Regions from separate parts of the Mus musculus genome. Here regions 1 and 3 are each linked to region 2. Evidence: chromatin contacts called from public HiChIP or PLAC-seq and Micro-C data. All regions are on one chromosome and are shown on one strand. The core of a region is the stretch at or near the end of the contact, and the rest is flanking DNA. Distances in the headings are between cores, read along the strand shown. Region 1 has its middle 54 kb from the start of Thumpd2. Region 2 holds the start of Cdkl4 (cyclin-dependent kinase-like 4). Region 3 holds the start of Thumpd2 (THUMP domain containing 2).

What was found. Hi-C and Micro-C count contacts between places; a contact is called where the count stands out from the background. HiChIP or PLAC-seq counts read pairs in DNA pulled down with a chosen protein or histone mark.
Region 1: a contact with region 2 is called in an H3K4me3 HiChIP or PLAC-seq map of forebrain, with 6 times the contacts expected there. The contact joins the enhancer-like site here to the promoter of Cdkl4 in region 2. A contact is called at or near these places in 2 of 39 promoter capture datasets (both in embryonic stem cells), 2 of 15 datasets of contacts at CTCF or cohesin (the NIH/3T3 cell line and stem cell-derived epiblast-like cells), 8 of 484 Hi-C or Micro-C datasets (the N1E-115 cell line, bone marrow-derived macrophages, embryonic stem cells and 1 more), 7 of 115 datasets of contacts at active chromatin or transcription factors (embryonic basal ganglia, embryonic stem cells, forebrain and 2 more) and 3 of 9 other capture datasets (adipose tissue, embryonic stem cells and macrophages).
Region 3: a Micro-C map of embryonic stem cells shows a contact between it and region 2, with 2.4 times the contacts expected there. The contact joins the promoter of Thumpd2 here to the promoter of Cdkl4 in region 2. A contact is called at or near these places in 13 of 39 promoter capture datasets (the 3T3-L1 cell line, 3T3-L1-derived adipocytes, the C10 cell line and 8 more), 3 of 484 Hi-C or Micro-C datasets (the G1E-ER4 cell line, bone marrow-derived macrophages and embryonic stem cells), 8 of 115 datasets of contacts at active chromatin or transcription factors (craniofacial prominence, embryonic basal ganglia, embryonic stem cells and 1 more) and 3 of 9 other capture datasets (adipose tissue, liver and macrophages).

The regions. Positions count from the first base shown.
Region 1 is chr17:81,009,568-81,012,411 of GRCm38.p6, forward strand. No RefSeq gene overlaps it. Among named protein-coding and RNA genes, the nearest start is that of Thumpd2, 54 kb to the right of the region's middle. Within about 2 kb of position 1,409, at least 38 of the 459 cell types and tissues checked have an H3K27ac peak or open chromatin away from gene starts, as enhancers often do. A contact at or near this core is called in forebrain, where this site is marked.
Region 2 is chr17:80,576,177-80,578,916 of GRCm38.p6, forward strand. Cdkl4 (cyclin-dependent kinase-like 4) reads right to left here and starts at 1,308. Exons shown (of 10, transcript NM_001360143.1): 1 at 1,156-1,308.
Region 3 is chr17:81,063,690-81,066,504 of GRCm38.p6, forward strand. It overlaps Thumpd2 (THUMP domain containing 2), which reads right to left and starts at 1,396. Exons shown (of 10, transcript NM_028138.1): 1 at 1,246-1,396. The coding sequence starts at 1,371.

The DNA.
Region 1 (2,844 bases), core at 159-2,658, 430 kb after region 2:
ATACTAACTGTTAGTGTTTCTTCATTCTGGTTAGACATATACAAGAGGTAGAGAAGAAAGCTCTGGTCTTCTGGGTCCTCTCCACCGCTGGCTCTGGGCATTAGTAAGAGTGACTCTTTGAGAGAAGACTTGCCTCACCACGTCCTAAAAAGTACCACGTAGCAGGGTTGTGAGTTGCTTTCCGGTCCACTCACCCATAGACTCTGCAGACACTCCAGTAATCTATTCCTAGCCAGGATTTGAGACATCCTTAACTTTTTATGCATCTAGGTAGATTCTCATCGCCTCACGATTTTGACGAATTCCCCTCAGAAGTAATTGCTCCACAGTTTTTAATCAGGCAGCTGTATTTCTAAACCAGAACACACAATGCCCTTTGTAACTCTGCAAAGAATGCCAGGCTTATTTTTCATAAGCACAGGCTTCTCTTTACATGACTGACCTTCAAGGGACCCCATAGTCTGCAGTAGCCTAAAGGTATGACAGCAATTTTAATTACCTTCTTGGCACTCCCCCCACCCCCCAGAGCACATTATGAGAAATTCTCACGTCACCAGGAATGACTGAAGATTAATATCTAAGTGGGTGGATCTTCCCTATTTTGTCCCGTGTAAGCATCCCTGATGGCTTTTTTAAAAAAATTAATTCCCTATTTTGTCCCGTGTAAGCATCCCTGATGGCTTTTTAAAAAAATTTAATTAATTAATTAATTTAAAAAAATTAAAGCAATTATTTGAAAAAAGGAGGCTACAGAGATTTGTGGTGAGTGGCAGGCTGGCCTCTCAGAGGCTCAGGCAATGCAGTCAGTCCTTGCTTCTTCGTGCCTGTCTAGCTGCATGGCTTTGAAAGTCAATCATCTCTGTTGATCCTCTCAGGAGACATCCACAAGCTGGGGTATTTTCCAGAAATGTTGGCAATAGCCACACATTAAAGAGCCTCTCACGCCCCCTCCCCAGCCAGCACTGTGAAGATAGGGTAAACCATTATTTTCTTTATTCATGTTGAATGTGAGCTACTTAACAAGACATCACATATTAAATTACATTTGTAATAAAATAGATCTATCTGATGTTGTCAGTACAAGGATACCTCCCAGTAGTTTTTTATTACATATTAAGGAGAGCAGTCCATTTTATGTTGTTCCTTTCTGAGATTGGTGCACTGTGTGGTGATTTGGTGGTGGTGGTGGTGGTGGTGGTGGTGGCCTGTATCACAGAATCTTCCTCAAACACGAAGAATCAAACCTTGAAGCAGCCTTGGAGGTAAGCAGAGGCAGGGACTGTTGTCTTGTTAGCAGTAGAAGAGGGAGAGAGAGAGAGAGAGAGAGAGAGAGAGAGAGAGAGAGAGAGAGAGAGACCCAGAGCTAAACGCCCACAAAGGAGTGAGCTGGGCTGTGAGGTAGCTATGTCTGAGGAAGTGTCTGTCTCTGCAAAACATCAGTGAAGCATCATCAGCCCTGCTTTATGAGCCTCTGCTGTGGCTACAGTAAATCGCTGTCCTGCCAACATGGTTCTCAGATAAAACGGACTTGGGAGTTGAGACTAAACCAGCTGTGAAAGGTAACCTGAGGAGATAACGGAGTGATGAATGCAGTATCGACCGGGAGGATGAGCCAGCTCCTAAATAAGGAATTCTCCAAATAAAGCAATGGTTTAAACAGTGTCCCTAGTAGTGGGGAACGGTTTTCGAGCGAAGCTGTGGAAGGAATGAAGGAGAGCCAGAGGGAGGACCATATGGGGCTCACAGAGGGGATGGGGGAACAGTCTTTTCTCACAAGCCTGTCCAAAAATGCAACAACAAGGCAAAGCAGATAAGACACAGATGAGTTACCCTGGGGAGCCAGAGGGAATGTGACAGCTAAGAGGGAAACTGGGAGCGATGCATTGAATCAGCTTGTGATTGTGCGATTTACCTACATCATCAGGAAGAGCGTCACAGAAGGCGTCAGGCCTGCCCCAGCAGTGTTGCCCCAAGATTTCTCCGCTGCGTGACTCCATGTACCTCGGTGTCACAAAGGAAAAGAGAGGGTTTCCCTTGGGAGAAGATTATCTTTTCCCCTTGGTGACATTAGAATGCATGGACTTGCTCAAAGCAAAGTGGGGGGCGGGGGGCGTGGTTGAGAATCTTGGGCCTTTCTGGCTCTGTTCACATTACTGGCAGTTGAGCAGGAGAAGTAATTTGGCCGGTGGGTGGTGTATTACAAAAGGAAATAAAAAGGAAAGAAAGGACGTGACCGCTCCTAGGTCTGCCGGAGAAGGAAGTTTCTTAGATATATGTGGGAAAGCAGATCCAGAAACAGACACATCTGGAAGAGTCTAGAGTGGTCGTGACCCTGAGCCATGTTGGGAGAGGGGGAGGGAAAGGGAGAGAGAACAACCAAGTACAACAGCCAGGAGACCAAAGGTACAAAAAGAAGGGAAAAGAGAGGAGGTGACCAAAATGTCTGGATTACGTAGGGAAGAGCCTCTGTGGGGAAGGGCGGCCCAGAGTTCAAGGTAGAGGGTGGGGCATGCCAGCCGTACCCTGTAACAGAAGGATACCGGAGGACCTGGAGGCCAGGTCTGCTTTGGCACGCTCGGGTGGGTAGGGGGTCAGTGGAGATTGGAGAAAGCACTAGGCTGTGTGCTAATGGAAGAAGGAAATGTGTGAGCGGCATACTGCGGAGATGAGGTCCCTGAAGATGCTGTCTCATACATAGCTTTTGTTTCGCAAGCTTACATTCTCCGGTTGCTCAGAAGCCCACTTCTCACAGAAGTCAAGATTTCTGTGATTGCTTTAAGAGCAAGGCAACAGCAGCAAAATGGCCCTGGGCCTGAGTACAAAAGAAGCTGCCTCCACGTTATA
Region 2 (2,740 bases), core at 58-2,557:
AATATGTTGATTATTATTACCACTGTGTTTGGGCAAGATTAAATGAATATAGCTGTGGGTTGAAAATATTTGCCATAGTTATCAGTCACCTTTAGCTTCAAGTGGTGTACCTTCTTAACTTCAGAATTTATAAGTATTTGACCCTGAGTTAATAGAGTTCTATCTACAAAGGCCAAGGACAAAAGCAGGCTGGGGGTCACCAGTGATTTTAAGACCCACAGACAGGGGCTGAGTTTAAGTGTAATAGCGGGATTTTAAAATTCCTTAGGGGTGGGTGGATATGGGGGACTTTTGGTATAGCATTGGAAATGTAAATGAGTTAAATACCTAATAAAAAATGGAAAAAAAAAATTCCTTAGAAAGTTGCTACGGAATTTCCTCACTATTAATGATTTACAAAATAAAGTACACAGGAGAAAAGAACACTCGGTTAGTTTTCAAGACTGTTTCACAAACTAAGTCCTGGGGGCTGAAGAAGTACAAGGAATACAAAGGCAAACAAAATCAAGACAGAGGGCGAGGAAGGGTGGACAAAGAACTCCCCTAACCTAAGAGGTCCCAGGAAACCAAAAACCAACCACCACCAATCCCTGGCTTTAGAAATGTGGAGGGGCAGAGACAGTTTCAGAGCCGGGAAGCTCACTGAGGATGCCACCCACAGTTTGTAGTTAACTGTTTCCAATAAAACCAAACATGCATTATGTTTAATAAACTTGATCGGAAAATGGATTCTACGGATCATTCAGACTTGTCTTTGCGAGTTACAATTTAAAAGCACACACCTGTGCACGAAGGTGTTCCCGTCAACGAAATCGATCTCGTTAGATTCTCACAAACTAAGCCCACCACGTCATTTACACAATCTATACAACTCATTTTCTTTATGTCCCCACGCTTCAGGCGTGTGACAAAAAGACCTGGAAGTTTGGCAAAAACTCACTTCATTTCCAAGCCTCTGAGCCTTCACTTTCCCCTGCGTCCAGGCCACAAGAGGTGTCTAGATGCACAGGTGCGTCCCTGTCCCTCTCTGGCACCCCCACGGCCCACGAGACCACGGGTGGCCCGTTCTTCCGCGGGTGCGCCCCCTCACCCCCGCCCTCCCGAGCCCCGCAGACCCTGCTCTCCGCCTTCCCCCGCCAGGGAACCTGCACTTACACGGCACAGCCTCCGGCGACGGTGACACAATGGTGTTCAGCTTCGGGGAGCCCCAGCCCGCGCAGTCTGCTGCCACCACAGAACTCCCGAGAGACCGAGCCTCTGCGGTGTCTCCAGGGCAACCAGGACGCGCAGGCTGCGCAGCTTCCACACAACTTGCTCGCTCTCTCTATTCGATTCGTTCCCTGGCAGGGTTACCTTCCATCCATCACCCATAGCTCTTACCTTATTCCTTGAGCTGTTTAGAGTCAGCCGTGGCTCATTAACGCCATTTTTGTAACTCAGCGAGACGCTGCTCCAGAGACCCTGGGCAGATTCAGAGTAGGGCGGGGGTGGGGGGGGTTGTCACCCAGTGGGGAAGAAAGCAAGGCAGATATCATTGAATGTGGCATCGAGACAAACATGTTAACAAACATGTTAATTTCAGTCGTTACCCACAGAATAAACTGAACTCCAAGGCGCGCGCATGCGCGCGCACGCACACACACGCGCGCACACACACACACACGTACCATATGCTATGTATGTATGTATGTATGTATGTATGTATGTATGTATTGTCTGATCTTCCCTTCTTAGTAGGTGTCTCCTTTCCTCCTGTACCTCACCTCCTCATTTCCTCAGGAATATGCTCAAGGATCACATTTTAAACGGAATGAAATCTGGAAGCACATTTACCTCACTCATTCAAGACCAGAATTCACATTTACCCATTTTTATATAATTTCTGCCTGTATGCTAGAAAACATTTCTCATCAGGTGCACCAGTAGTCCACTTTATGTACATACAAACATGTTGGCCTAATTCCATCTTTACTGGACTCTGTGTGTGTGTGTGTGTGTGTGGTGCGTGCTTCTCACCTTGAGACAGGGTCTTTGTCCTCTTTTGTGTATGACAGGGGGGCTGGCCTGTGACTTTTGGAAAGATTCTCCTGTCTCTCCATCTTGCCCCAAGAGCATTGGTGTTACAGATGGAGTCCATCCAGCTCACAGGGATTCTAGGGACTTAAACTCAAGTCTTTCCACTTGCATGGAGATCTCTATCCACTGTCTCCCCAGTCTGACAAGGTCTCTATGCAGTCCTGGTGGTTGTCCTTGAACTTGCTATGTACAAAAGGCTGGCCTCAAACTCAGGGATTTGCTAGCCTTTGCTTCCCAAGTGCTGGGATTAAAGATCACAAGGACTGGCTCCTCTCCACCTTTTGTGAGATAGGATCTCATGTTGCCTAGGCTGACCTGGGACTTGCTACGTAGCCAAGACTCTGAACTTGAGTCTCCTGTCTCCACAGTTGTGAATGCTCCCCATTCGCTCCCCATTTCTCCAAGCTACTCATCTACACAGAGACTCTTCACCGGCCCACTTTGGTTCTGTGCCAGGTCCTTGTCCACACACTCAAAGCTCTACTGCATTTAACATCACCGTTCCTTGAACATGCGGCATTTTTGCATTTCAACTATAGCATCACCCGTCAGCCCATCCCTGCATATCAAGTTCCTTTTCTTCTACCAAGGATGTCTACAGCTGTCTATATGTAAGTTTCTCTTTCCCCAAAGCATATCCAAGATACCGTTTGTTCTCTCTATA
Region 3 (2,815 bases), core at 146-2,645, 490 kb after region 2:
ATGTGCTAAGGGCTGAGCCAGACCACAAATAGAAACATGTTTGTTTGTTTTTGTTTTTTCAGTAAATAGCACAATCTTGGGGTTCACAGTGTGATCAAGTGCCCTGCAACATGTATATGCCCACATGTGGCTGGGTTGGACATTATATAGTTATGCTTGATTTCAGAATCTGAATATCACCAACATCATTTTGTAATTGTGTAACTTGAATACATCACTGGATTCACCTGGTTAAGACTGGGTATTAGTCTTGTAGAGGAACCATGTTTGCATCCTAGCACCCACGCAGGGCAGCCCACAATCACCAGTTACTCCAGCTCCAGGGAGATGAGCTGATGGTTCACGCTTTCACTAGTATGAGAACACACACAATTAAAACCAAAACAAACAAACAAAAAAACCCAACAAACTTTAAATCCTTGATGAATGCGGAGGTTATTATTTAGATATTTAATTTAGATTAAATTTATTTAGATTAAATGCTAGTCTTGGCAACTCTCCCCACTGCACCTGCACCTCTATCATCTCCATCTGCATCTCCACCATCTCCATCTGGATCCTCACCGTGGCAGAGACTCCTTTTGTGGGCTTCGAACACTGCTCCCCAGAGGCGAACAGCTAGTTTGGTTTTAGCAAGCTTCCCCTTTCCAAGAACATGTCACACACAAAAGTCCCGACCTATCCTATTACATCCTTTCCCTGTGTTTTCAAGAACTCAGTTTGCACATCCTGGTACGTTTGGAATTTGTTCACTAGTCACTCATTGAAACGCACGGGTAGCAGGGGAGAGTTCTTGTTCTAGCTTCTGTTTACCACGTGTGTTGTGGGTGTACTGGGCATGTCTCACAGTCCTCCTACAATGTAAAACCCAAGCTTGTCAAGTAACAAGACTCAAACAAGTAAGCCCGGGAAGTATATCTGCATTTAAGGTATAAAGGAAGGATTCTAACTCTAGCTATTGCCATGTCATAGTTTCTTTTTAAGGAATCCCAGACAAAAGTGGCTTCCGCACCCCTCTGTTTAAAACTTTGGCTGTGACAGATATACAGTGACCATACTGGATAAAGAACGAAACCACCAGAGCAGCCGGTTGCTCTCAGCAGTCATCAAAGGTCCCGGATGGGGCCCACTGCACGCCAAGGATGGGGTGCTCACAAGTCCTTCCCGGGCCTGAGCCCCACGCTGGTGCCAAGAGGGGACCCGGGGCGAGCGTGGCTCCCCCCGAGCACGGTGAGCCCGACTCACCTGCGTGGCTTCCAGCCGCGCGCGCACCTCCCGCATCAAGAACGGCTCCAGGCCGCGGCCCGCGGTGCAGAAGAACCGGGCGCCGCCAGCGGGGTCAGAACCCGGGTCTGCCTGGGCTACAGCCATGGCGCTCAGGCGCGACCCCGAGACCCGGTCACGTGAGCTCGGGAGCGCGCCTGGGAGCCTTCAGTGGAACGCGCACCGGAGCGTCGCCTTTGCAGGCCCGCCCTCTATGGGGCGTCCCGGAAACTACAGCGAGCCTCCTGCAGCCAGGCATCTCTGATTGTCAAGGGTCCTGGGGATGCTGTCCTTACTGTCTTCATCTAAGACTGGGCCGAACCGGTGAACTCAGGATCAAGAGAAGAAATTCTTGTTCTCCAGCAAAATGTCTTTGTGTTCCCGACACTTGTTACATTTCTTGAATCTGGCCAATCACATAGGTAAATAATGAATGTGCCATCCAGTTTAGTCTAATCGATTTGAGCTAGTGACGGTATTTGAATGGTTTTTTTTTTTTTTAAAGAAAAACCTCTTGAGTTTTAAAATGACAAAATTTGATATAGATAGAATAAAAATCTATCTCTAATTCAACAACATTAAATTAGCTATGTAGTTCTATATTGAATCAGATATTAGAAACTGTTAGAGGAATATTTCTCCAGGTCCAGAAATGAATGCCAGTGGGTAACTGACATTCTCTTGCCCCTTAACCAGTGGTCAGCTCCTGAAGGGTTGGGGCAGTAGAGCCAAGTTCCTTATGGAGTCCCGTCACCTGAGCGTTTCCAAAGGTCAGCTCTAAGTTGTTTCATTTGGTGGCTCACCCTAGACCTGTCCCCAAAAATTAAAAATAAAAGAGGGACAACACCTGAGGAAGGATACCTGAGGTTGTCTTCTGGCCTCTATGTGTACACATGCACATGTACGCCGCACACATATTTTCCTGCATATACATACATGTGCGTGCATACACACATACATACATAGTCTGTACTAAAAAAATAGTCTCAGATGCCTTCAGATGAATTTAACTTACCCAGCTGCAATCTGCCATTTGAATATTACTTATTCAACATCGAGGAAGTTGGAAGTCAACAGAAACAATTTTAGAACGGACAGACTTTAATTCTCTTTCATGTTTGTCAGTTCTGTATATTTCTATAATAAATTTTAGTCATTTTTATCTCACCTCAAGATGCACATTTAAACTGGAGTAGCTGTGAGACATTTGCTTCACAGTTTCTCCCTGTTTTGATGTGATTGTCGATTCCCTTAATTTCAAAGGTGTTTAATGCATGCAATTGACTATCAGAATGCAGATGTTTTAGGCTGCGAAATTCCTGGGGAGATGATAGTTTCATTCATCCGGATACCATAGTCATACACAGGCTTACTCTCGGTAGGTAATAAGTTAGTTTGGTGCTGAATTGGATGCAATTCATTGGCATAAGACTAAAAGAAAGACCAACACAGGAAGTCTCTCTCAGCTAGGAAGATTGCTATAATTGCCTAGGGTGGTTAGGTTTTTTTTTCGACTTGCTTCAACTTAAAATCACTTATAGTCCTCAACCGA